2 separate regions of the Zea mays genome follow, and region 2 is linked to region 1. Evidence: chromatin contacts called from public Hi-C data. All regions are on one chromosome and are shown on one strand. The core of a region is the stretch at or near the end of the contact, and the rest is flanking DNA. Distances in the headings are between cores, read along the strand shown.

Evidence for each region. Hi-C and Micro-C count contacts between places; a contact is called where the count stands out from the background.
Region 2: a contact with region 1 is called in a Hi-C map of leaf mesophyll, with 1.9 times the contacts expected there. The contact joins the promoter of LOC103644295 here to the promoter of LOC100276694 in region 1. A contact is called at or near these places in 9 of 25 Hi-C or Micro-C datasets (bundle sheath, ear, endosperm and 4 more).

Annotation. Positions count from the first base shown.
Region 1 is chr1:302,756,096-302,761,341 of Zm-B73-REFERENCE-NAM-5.0, reverse strand. LOC100276694 reads right to left here and starts at 2,290. Exons shown (of 3, transcript NM_001374068.1): 1 at 2,026-2,290; 2 at 1,804-1,920; 3 at 986-1,689. The coding sequence starts at 2,046. The coding sequence ends at 1,339. It overlaps LOC100191998, which reads left to right and starts at 3,138. Exons shown (of 17, transcript NM_001137422.1): 1 at 3,138-3,434; 2 at 3,519-3,572; 3 at 4,028-4,089; 4 at 4,160-4,241; 5 at 4,342-4,465; 6 at 4,590-4,673; 7 at 4,821-4,935; 8 at 5,182-5,246. The coding sequence starts at 3,219.
Region 2 is chr1:302,927,819-302,933,281 of Zm-B73-REFERENCE-NAM-5.0, reverse strand. LOC103644295 (translocase of chloroplast 159, chloroplastic) reads right to left here and starts at 2,670. Exons shown (of 2, transcript XM_008667502.3): 1 at 1-2,670. The coding sequence starts at 2,561.

The sequences.
Region 1 (5,246 bases), core at 1,041-3,540:
CGGAGCATGGGAGGGGCAGAGTTCGCCCATGCCATGACTGCCCCAGCCGTGCCACGCGGCGGCACCCTGCAGCCATGTGTCCGCCTGCCACAGCACAGTCCAGTCCTCGCCTCCGTCCTTTCCGTCGGCGTGATTGCGTGATTTCGTGCGTGCGTGTGCGCGTGACATCAACCCAACCATCAGTAGTAGCATCCAAAGGACGGACGAACGAACGAAAGCAAGCAGCCGTGGGCGTGGCTTTGCTTCGCTTCGCTTCCCGAAACGAGCGCCACGATGCTTACCATGGATGTCGTCATCGCACGCACCACCAGCGCCGTCGCTGTCGATGTCGATCGACCGGCCGGCCGCTGTTTGGGGGCGGACACAACACAGGAGGGAAACCCAGACCATGGGCAAGAATCATCACCATCATCATCATCATCAATCAACAAGAACAGCCCCAACAAACAACCAGGATCACAAGACCCCCGCGGACCGGGCCATCATCGTCTGTTTCCATCGAATCGAATGACCTGGCCAGGACAAAGGAACAAACATGGCGGCCGGGACCGGGAGAGCGCGGAATGATGCAATCCCTCCCTTGCCGGAAGAGGAAAAATCCTTCTGGAACTTTCCGGCACCCACCACTTCAGTCAGGGCCGGCTTCTCCAGCTATGGTAAAATAAAGACGACGACGAGAGAAGCAACAGGTGATTGCAAAGCTGCCGCGAGTGTTTGGAACGCGACTTCCCTTTCAGGAAACAGCCACCGACTCGCCGCGGCTGGGTGCGTGCGTGCTTGCCCAATGCTGGCCTGCCGCTGACCATTTCGCGTGCCCAGATCCGCGAGGTTGAAGGCTTCAACTTTCGAAAACCAAGCAAGTTCGAATCAGATTGACGCGATTCGAGAGCGCGCTGTGCTGGTAGCTGGAAAGCACCCGGGCATCTCCACCAAAAGCACGCCCAGATCCAGCAAGAGCACAGGACTAGCGTTAGGATTGCAAGAATGACCAACCATATAATCTCTCCTTACATTGCAAGAGAAGGTTACAGCAGGACAGCTACTACTAGCACACTACTAGCGGCAGGATTACAACTAGAGGAGGCGGTGGCAAGAACACAGCAAGCAACGGGAGGGGGAGAGAGGAACAGAGCTGCTAGCCTAGCGCGGACACGGATTATTAACTCGCCTTGTTCGAACCGACGAGCTACTACTTAGCCGGGAAAACTTAGCATAGATCCAGACGGACGGATCTGTCTGGGGCTCAGATCATGCCGCACGTCCAGCGAATCGGGCCCTCCTCTCCTTTCGCCGCCTTTGGGCGCGGCGTCTCGGGGGCCGGCGCGGTTGCTAGCCAAGTCAGGCGTACACGACGCCGGAGGAGAGCGCCATGAGCAGGATGGCCGCGCGCTCCTCCTCGCCCAGGCGGCGCCTCCGCCGCATCCGCCGCCGCTGCTTCAGCACCACCTCCTTGCCGAACCCCACCGCGCGGAGCTCCACGGTGACCTCGTCCGCCTCCTTGTTCCGCTCCCGCTCACGCTCCCGCTCCCGCTTGGAGGAGGCGGCGGCCGCCGCCGCGGTGGCCTTCTTCTTCCGCTGCTGCTGCTGGTGCTCGCTGCCGCCGGCGGTGGCGGCCTTGCTGCTGGACTCGAGGCCCATGGCCTCCCGTCTCTTCTTCCGGTACCGGATCCCGCACGCGTTGCACAGCGACTGCGGTCACAGATCGGGAGCTGGTTAGAGCAGGACGGCACAGATCGGGGACGAAAAGGGCACCCGGAGCCGCGCTAGGGTTCCGGGGAGCGAGATCGGGACTGCGCTGCTCACCATGGGTCCGCAGGGCCCCCCGCGCCAGAGCGGGGTCTTGGTGGTGTGGCACTCGGTGCAGGCCTTGGTTTCGCCGGACGCCGGCGCGCGCTCGTCCGGATCCAGCGCCACGCTCCCCTGCTGCGACACAGGACGGAAACAAGCAGCCGCGGCTAATTAAGACCCGCACCAACCAATCATCGGGGCACAGATCGGGAGAAGAGACCGCGGATCGGAGCTCACCTTCTCGACGGATGAGTCCATCTCCGGCGACAGGACCGGCGGATCTACCACCGCGGAACTACCGCTCCCTTCCTCCTCCGTCTCCAGCCTCGCGGAACCCCCGGCCGAGCGCTCCTGCGCTCGCCGCCACTCCCACTGCGCGGATCGGGAGCTCGATCCGCCGCGGAGGACACCACTGCTGCGCGGATCTGGCGCGTCGTCGGCGGGGGCGGCAGAGCGAGCGAAGGTACTAGGGGTTAGGAGCGGGAGAAGCGTCGAGTGGAGGGAACCGAGGCGTGCGATCTGTTGTGCGCGGGTGGAGTGGAGTGGGGTGGGTTGGGGGTGAGAGGGGGTGGGGAGAGAAGAAAAAGGGGCGCTGTCCGAGGGTTTGATCTCAAAAATGGAGGAGGGAAAGAGGGGCGCGGCCGTGGAGGGAAAACGGAAATCCGTGGAGCGAAATTTTGGGCTGAATGTTTGTGTGTGCGCCACGGCTGAGCAGCAGCAGCTTCAGCTCCAGCTCGGGCAATCTGTTCAAACCACGCAATCAGTTCTGGTGTTCCAAGTAAAGCCACAGGTCTACAGTCTACTAGGCAATAGCCATACCTGGCCCCAGCTACCAGAGGGTGGCGGCGGCACTTCTGCTCCATACTCTCCCAAGCCCAGGTTCCTCACCAGTGCAACTTTCGATGCGGCCAGCCACACGGGCGACCACGCGCGGCCGCGCCGCACCAGATCCGGCCCGGACCGACACTACGACCCAAAAAGAGGAGGCGCGGCTCGGCGCACGCAACAGCGTCCCGGGAAACGTCCGCCGCTGTCCGCTGTTCGCACCGTGCCAGCCGATCCAGTGCGGGCCGGGGCTGGCGGCAGGAGTGCAGGCCCGCGCTGTCCGCCGCGGGAAAACCCTAAATTTCCCCGCCCTCGACGAATTGACGGAACTGCCCCTCGCGCGCTTTGACCGTCCAGCTGGGCTGGGCCCGCGCGAAGCTGCTGGAAGCGTCGTGGACCCGGCGGTGGGCCTCTCGGTTGGTGGGCCTGGACGCGTCTGCAGGCGCCACGGCCCGAAACCGAATAGCGTACCGCTGATTAGGCCCAGTACCAGCCCACGGGCGGGCGAGCTCGCATAAACCCTAGATAGGGCATGTCGGGTCTGGTGGGAAACCCTTTCATCGTCCTCCTGCGTCGCCAGAGCGGAGCAACGAGGGGCGCGCGCGATGGCAGGCGGCGGTCTCCAGGGAGCGAAGAAGCGCAAGCGCGAGCACGCGGAAGGGAAGGCAAAGCCTCGGAAGCAAGTCAAGGGAGGCGGGGACGGAGCGAAGCGGAAGAGCCACTCGGCCGCCGGCGGCTACACGGCCCATGGCGGCGCCGGCGAAGTTGTCGCGAGGAAGAAGACCCCGGTTACCCCCAAGGAGAAGCGCCTCGCGGCCAAGGTATCTCTTAATTGCTCGTTTGTGCTCCGAAGCGCCTTTGTATGTCCCCGAGCTTAGGTTGACGGACGGGCTGGACTGTGCCAGGAAATGTCGGAGGCCAGGAAGATGAAGAGGAGGCAGCATTACAGCCTTGAGAAGGTACTTCAGTGCTGTTTTTCCGCACCATATGTTCCAGTTTGGGGCTTGCACCACCTATGTTCAGGTCATATTATAAATTAAGATTCTTGTTGTAATACTTTTGCTGACAAGCTGCATCCTGACTTGCACTATGATGGATCGGTCCGATGTGGACAGAGTTTATGTTAAACACATCAGCCTGTATGTAGTCATATGTCCAGAGAGCCAGTTTCTGCAACTAGGTTTTGCTTGCACTACTTACTTATTGAACGGTTCTTTTGATGATTGCTATTATGTGCTCTACTATCCAAGCCTGATTTTTGCCTTTTTCGATTTTGAATTTGGGTGTTGCCTCCACTAAGATCATCAACACCAACAAGTTCTTCAACCTTGACTGATGTTTGTGGTGACAGTAAACTCGTCAGGTTGCTAAATTCAATGCTTGTTTGCTCTGTTTGACCCTGAATACTGGCCAGGAACTAACGAAATTGTGGGAAAAGATGAGATGTCACGATGTGAGCAAAGAGGAGAGGTCCAAGTAAGCAATAGGGTCAGTCTTGTATCTTTATGTTTGCATTCATACATTGACATAATTGTCACCATTCCAGGGCAGTAAGTCAGGCTATCCATAAAATGGATGGGAAATATTTGGACATTGCCACATCACATGTTACTGCACGTGTTCTTCAAGTAAGCTTAGCACACACAGTATTTGTCAATCTGCTGCGTTTTTTGTTATGTTGCCTGTGTCCTGGCTTTTGATGATCAGTTGCTCACTGTCGTTTGGCAGACATGTGTAAAGTGGTGCTCGGAGTCAGAGAGGGATGCTATCTTTGATGTTCTACAGCCACATTTGCTTACCCTTTCTTGCAAGAAATATGCCGTTTTTCTTGTAAAGAAGCTTATAGAACTCGGTACATTTCGTACAGCTTTATATACAGATCAGATCATGTGTGGTCATGTTGCTATGTTAGAATGTTACATGATAGTTTGATACGACCCTTAGCTGCATTAACATGATGCTATTTGTGGTTGCAGCCTCTAAAAAACAGTTTGCCAGTTTCATATCTTCCCTTCATGGTCGTGTTGCCAACCTTCTTCATCATACTATTGGAGCTGCAGGTGTGTGTTCAAAACTCCCCATTTTCTTTTCTCATGTGTGTAGAGAACTGCCAAAGTAAATGTTTGCATGCCACTTGGATGCACATGTTCCTATAAGTAACAATAGAAATAAATCAAGGTCTCATCAATATATGTTCTTTTTTGCAGTCGTTGATTATGCATTTCAGCGAGGAACACAACGTCAGAAAAGGCAATTGTTAGTTGAACTGTACTCCCCTGAACTTCAGCTATTCAAGGATCTGACTGTGCAAAGTTCCTCCTGGTTCGTACAATATAAAACCTTGAATCCTGGTCATGTATTTTAGAAGTTTCCTTTGCTATTTATTCTTTCTGAACATCTTATGAACAGTCGTAATAGGCTAGAGCTAAGCATGTCTTTTACAGTTTTCCCCTGTGTTAGAATTATAGGGGAAATCACTGTGACTTTGGTTATCCGTACGAGAGATATTTCTCTAGATACAATGGATTTTTATTTGTGGCAAATCCTAATGTTCAATTACTTTTCCAGTTTGATAGATACAATTTCCAAGCTTGGGTTGCAGATATCATCTGTCCTGCTTCATATGACTATTG
Region 2 (5,463 bases), core at 1,421-3,920, 170 kb before region 1:
TTAAATCTTCCAAGCTGTTCCTTCAAGTGCTTCTTCTGAAGAAGCTTAGTTCGGTAATCATATTCATCAAAATACAACTTTTGTTGCTCCTTGGAGAGCTTTGCAACCTGGGATTTGCTTAGTGGCTTGAAGGGAGGAAGTTGATCATAGTCATCTTCTTCATCCTCTTGGTCCCCATTCAACAATTCATCTAGGTCAAAATCTGAGTCCAGGCTCCCAACATTCAGTTCATTGGAATGCCTAGGGTGCTCTCTATATTGCAACAAAGACGATAAGAAGTAAGGAATTGGAGGCACTTGGAAAAAGTGACCTAAAAAACCTGTAGAAGAAGCACGACGGGTTGAGAGGTTATCGATCTCAGCAATCAACTTCAGTGAGTAGCATAGGAGGAGGAGGAACCGCCTCCAAATAAGGCCATCAGGAAGGACCTTTTCACCTTCTGCATTCCTCCGACACAGATGATGATTCTCCACAAGAGCCACTGGATTCTCAATTTGAGGATCATTAGTTATCTGCCGGATGCTTTGCTGAATTGCACGAGTTCGATGAGTCACAAGAATATCATAGTTCACCTCCGAACCATTAGGGCCTTCTGGGGGGGCACCTCCTGAGTGACTGAGAGTAATAATTGTTCTGGGCCATATTGACAGGCCTAGCACACTGGTAATGCTTCGCAAGAGGAATAGGCTATTTGCCTCCTCTCGCTGGGTATCAAGCCTATCAACATACAGAATAATATCTGGAGGGCATCTCGTCATATACTTCTTGACAGCATTGAGAACTTTCCTATTTGATTTTTCATCCTTGGACGAAGTCCCAAGCCCAGGGGTGTCAATGACACGAAACTTAACACCATCAACAACTCCAGTAATCTCCTTCACAGATGATGTTGCCGGTAGAAAAGCATTTGTTTTGCATTTATCTTCCCCGAAGATGGAATTTATTGTTGCACTCTTCCCCACTCCAGTCTTCCCAAGGACCAAAACATTGCAGGAGAATTCAAGGTCATCAATTGCCTCTGCCTCATGCTGCAAAGCCCTCTTCCAGGCATTCTCGGTCTCTGAGGAATGGTTTGTCATCCTTCCGCGCTTAAAACCTTCAACAAGACTAAGCCGATACAACACTTGTACTGGTACCTGATGGTTAATATCATACCCCAATCTATGAACAAGACGCATGTACTTGATTCGTGCCATGTCCACCTTTCTGTATATCTTATTTTCCTCATCTGTCATCTCTTTCTCAAGGTCAGCAGTTACTTCTGGCACAGGAGCAGAAGCCACACTCGTCCTAGTATTGCTTGCTACAGTAGGAGGCAGACGCCTGGGTTCGGAAGATTCAACTGGGAAAACCTTAGCCTTGCCTTGTTCAGGTGAGCTGCTTGCAGCCCTTAGAAGCTTGATTAAAGCTGCATAATCAAAAAGCTCGATCTCCTTTCCATCCATCCCCTCTACAAATTCATCATCACCATAGATCTCCACATCATCTGAGTCATCCACACCAAAGTGCATGCCTTTGGAAGTAGGCATGTTGTCCTCCAATTCTTTTGCAAGTTCCACAGCATCCTCACTTGAAGAGATCGGCATGAATTTAAGGTCATCAGAAGCTTCATGGTCACCATCAGCTTCCTCATCTACCTTATCATGACCATCGTCTGCAATGGAGTCTGGGTCATCAACTTTACCATGAACTCGCGCGACATCAGATGTGACATCTCGTGTGGCAGCATAATCAGGACTAGCATCAACATTGGTTGTACTAGCTTCTGCATCGGACTCACTGCTGTGAATTTCAGCACCAGCACCATCTCCTTCTGTAGCACTGGGAATAGGAAGCAATTCAGCAACCTCACGATCAAGCATCCCCTCCAAAACATCCACGGTGCCCAGGTCATCGACACCGGCAACATGCATCATTAAAGGCTCAGACGCAGCGTCATTGCCAACCTCCTCCCCCTGCTTGTCATCATCCTTCAGCACAGCACCATCTGAAACGAGCACGAAATCACCTGACGCAGCAGCCTCCTTGCCGTTCTGCGTGCCAATGAAGCTCCCGGAAATGAGGAAGCTACCACCCAGAGAACCCTCGGCGCCCGTACCGTCGCCATCCGCAATGACGCCGGCATCGAGCGCTTCGAAGACGCTCTCGGCGCTCACCAAGCTGTCCTCCAGCGGCTCCTCCGCAGTGCCCCAGCCGTCCCCTCCCTCGGGCTCCGCCCCAGAAACAGCCCTCGCCGCCTCGCCGCCGGGGACCGTGCTAAGGTCCTCGGGCGGCGGTACCCTGGCGACGCTGAAGAAGAAGCCGTTGGACACTTCCTCGTCCAGGTCGGCGTCGTCGCCGGAGCTGGAGGTACCGTCGAAGGGCTCGCTGACGTCCTCCTCCGTGGACGAGAGCTGCGCCGCGACCCGCGGGGCGGCGAGCACCGCTGCACGCGGCGGAGGGGAGGCGGCGGCGGGCGAGAGCGGCGGGGAGGAGGCGGCCGAGGAGAGCGAGGATGCCGAGGCCCAGTCGTCTTCGTCGTCGTCCAGCGAGGAGAGCCGCGCGCGCACCAGCAGCGCCATGGCGGCGCGGTAGGCGAGCTCGCCGAGTCCTAGTAAAAATTTTGGATTCGAAAGCGTCGGCTCCGCTGGTTTCTCTCTGATTAAAGAAATGATTTTTTGTTTATTTTTTTGCGGGAACTGGAGGGGGAAGTAGCAGCGAGGCGTGAGGGTGGATGCCGATTCGGTTGGGTGGGGCGTGGCCGCGTAGGTGTGGTGGACCGGTCTGTCCAACACGACACGGGCCCACAAAAGTACAGTCCATAAAGGCACGGCACACAAAAGCATATATTTAATTATGGACCGTGCTTTGTCAGCACGTGTGCCTTGTCATCGGTCCACGGCACGACCTACAATTAGTTATGTGTGCCAGGCCGACCCAAATATCCCAAAATGTCTTAATGTGCCAGACCGGTCCATATATGTCGGGAACCATAATTAGGGATACCCCGAGACTACTAAACTCGGCTGGTAATCACCATCAGCACAAGCTGCAAAAGCCTGATGTGCGCAATTCAGGTCAAGGCTACGTCCACTCAAGGGACACGATCTCGCCTCGCCCGAGCCCAGCCTCGGGCAGCAACAGTAGACCCAGGCAGATTCACGCCTCGCCCGAGGGCCTCCTCAAGCAACGGGCGCACCTTCGACTCGCCCGAGGCCCAGCTCGGGCAGGCTTCGCAGTGAAGCAACCTTGGCCAGATCGCCTCGCCAACCGACCGTATCGCAGGAGCATTCAATGCAAGGATCGCCTGACACCTTATCCTGACGCGCGTTCCTCAGTCGGCAGGGCCGAAGTGACCGTAGTCACTTCGCCCCACCACTGACTGACCTGACAGGAAAACAGCGCCGCCTGCCCTGCTCCGACTGTTGTGCCACCCGCCGGGGTGAGGCTGACAGCAGCCAAGTCCAGCCTCAGGCGCCATAGGAAGCTCCGCCTCGCCCGACCCCAGGGCTCGGCCCCCGCCTCGACCTCGGAAGACGGTCTCCGCCTCGCCCGACCCCAGGGCTCGGCCTCAACCTCGACCTCGGAAGACGGTCTCCGCCTCACCCGACCCCATGGCTCGGCCTCAACCTCGACCTCGGAAGACGGTCTCCGCCTCGCCCGACCCCAGGGCTCGGCCTCAACCTCGACCTCGGAGGAATCTCTGCCTCGCCCGACCCCAGGGCTCGGACCGACCACGCTATAGGGGTACATCATTACCCTACCCCTAGCTAGTTCAGGCTACAGGGAACAAGACCGGCGTCTCATCTGGCTCGCCCCGGTAAACAAGTAATGATGGCACCCCGCGTGCTCCCATGACGACGGCGGTTCTCAGCCCCCTACGGAAGCAAGGAGACGTCAGCAAGGTCCCGACAGCCCCGACAGCTGTGCTTCTACAGGGCTTAAGCGCTCCTCCGACGACCACGACATCACATGCACATGGCACTAGCACCTCTCCGACAGCCACGTCAGCATGTACATAGGGCTCTGGCTCCTCTTTGCCGGACACGTTAGCATATTGCTACACCCCCCATTGTACACCTGGACCCTCTCCTTACATCTATAAAAGGAAGGTCCAGGGCCCTCGTACGAGAAGGTGGCCGCGCGGGAGGACGGGCTGACGAACAGGCTCTCTCCCTCTCTCGCGAACGCTTATAACCCCCTACTGCAAGCGCATCTGCCCTGGGCGCAGGATAACACGAGTCGCGGTTCCCTTTTCCCCCCTTGTGTTCCATCTCGCGCCGACCCATCTAGGCTGGGACACGCAACGACAATTTACTCGTCGGTCCAGGGACCCCCGGGGTCGAAACGCCGACAGTTGGCGCGCCAGGTAGGGGTCTGCTGCGTGTTGACGAACAACTTCCCGTCAAGCTCCAGATGGGTAGTCTCCAGCAACCTCTTCAGCCCGGTACGCTGCTCCGTTTCGGGAGTCTCGAGTTCATGTCCCTCGACGGCAGCTACGACATGGTACTCCTTCCTCCGCCGCGCGACAGCGACAATGGCGGCCGTCAACCCGCCCGGTGGCGGCGAACTCGACGACGTCTTCCCCCCATGACGGAAGAGCAACATCCAGGTCTGTCCCGCCACCTTCCTCGCCGCAGGAGAAGGAGGCGGGGCAACCGTGGCCAAATAGGAGGTGGCACCTCGTCGGTCGTCGTGCGAGTCGACGGCGCCGGCGCCCCCGCGGGGGACACGTCTGGTGTTGACCTCGCGCCTGAGACGACGACGAGCGTTGTTTCCCCGCAACACGCCACCCTAAGCAGACAGATGACGCCAGGACGCTCGCGAAGGACTTGCTGGGCGTTAGCCTCGTACCTAAGATAACGGTGCAGTTCATCCCCGACACGACTTCGTCACCGTCCATCGATCAGGAGGTACCGTCCGTTTTCCACCCTGTGCCTTTTAGATTCAGCTTCGACCCACCAAGCGACCCCGCTTCGGTGGACGCTTTCATAAAGGCATATCCTAACCTTCTGGGGTACCATATGTGGTCAACCTGGGACCGACTGACGGTCGTCTCGACCTACGGGCCCCCGGGCTCCGAGGAAGATGACGAGCCCGACTCTGGTTGGGATTTCTCCGGGCTCGGTAACCCCAGTGCCATGCGAGACTTCATGACCGCATGCGACTACTGCCTCTCCGATTGCTCCGATGGTGGCCACAGCCTTGACGACGAGGACTGTGGCCCAAGTCGCGAATGTTTCCACGTCGATCTAGGGGGTCTCGACGAAGGCAACCACCTTGGTATGCCGGAGGACGACGATCCCCCTAGGCCTGCGCCTCGCGTTGACATCCTTCGGGAGCTAGCTGTGGTCCCAGTCCCTGCGGGGGGTCAGGACACACAGCTCGAGCAAATCCACGAGATGCAGGCCAAGCTCGACGAGGAAGCAGGACAACTTGTGCAGCTCCGGCAGAACATCGGGCAGGAGTGGGCAGGCCGAGCAC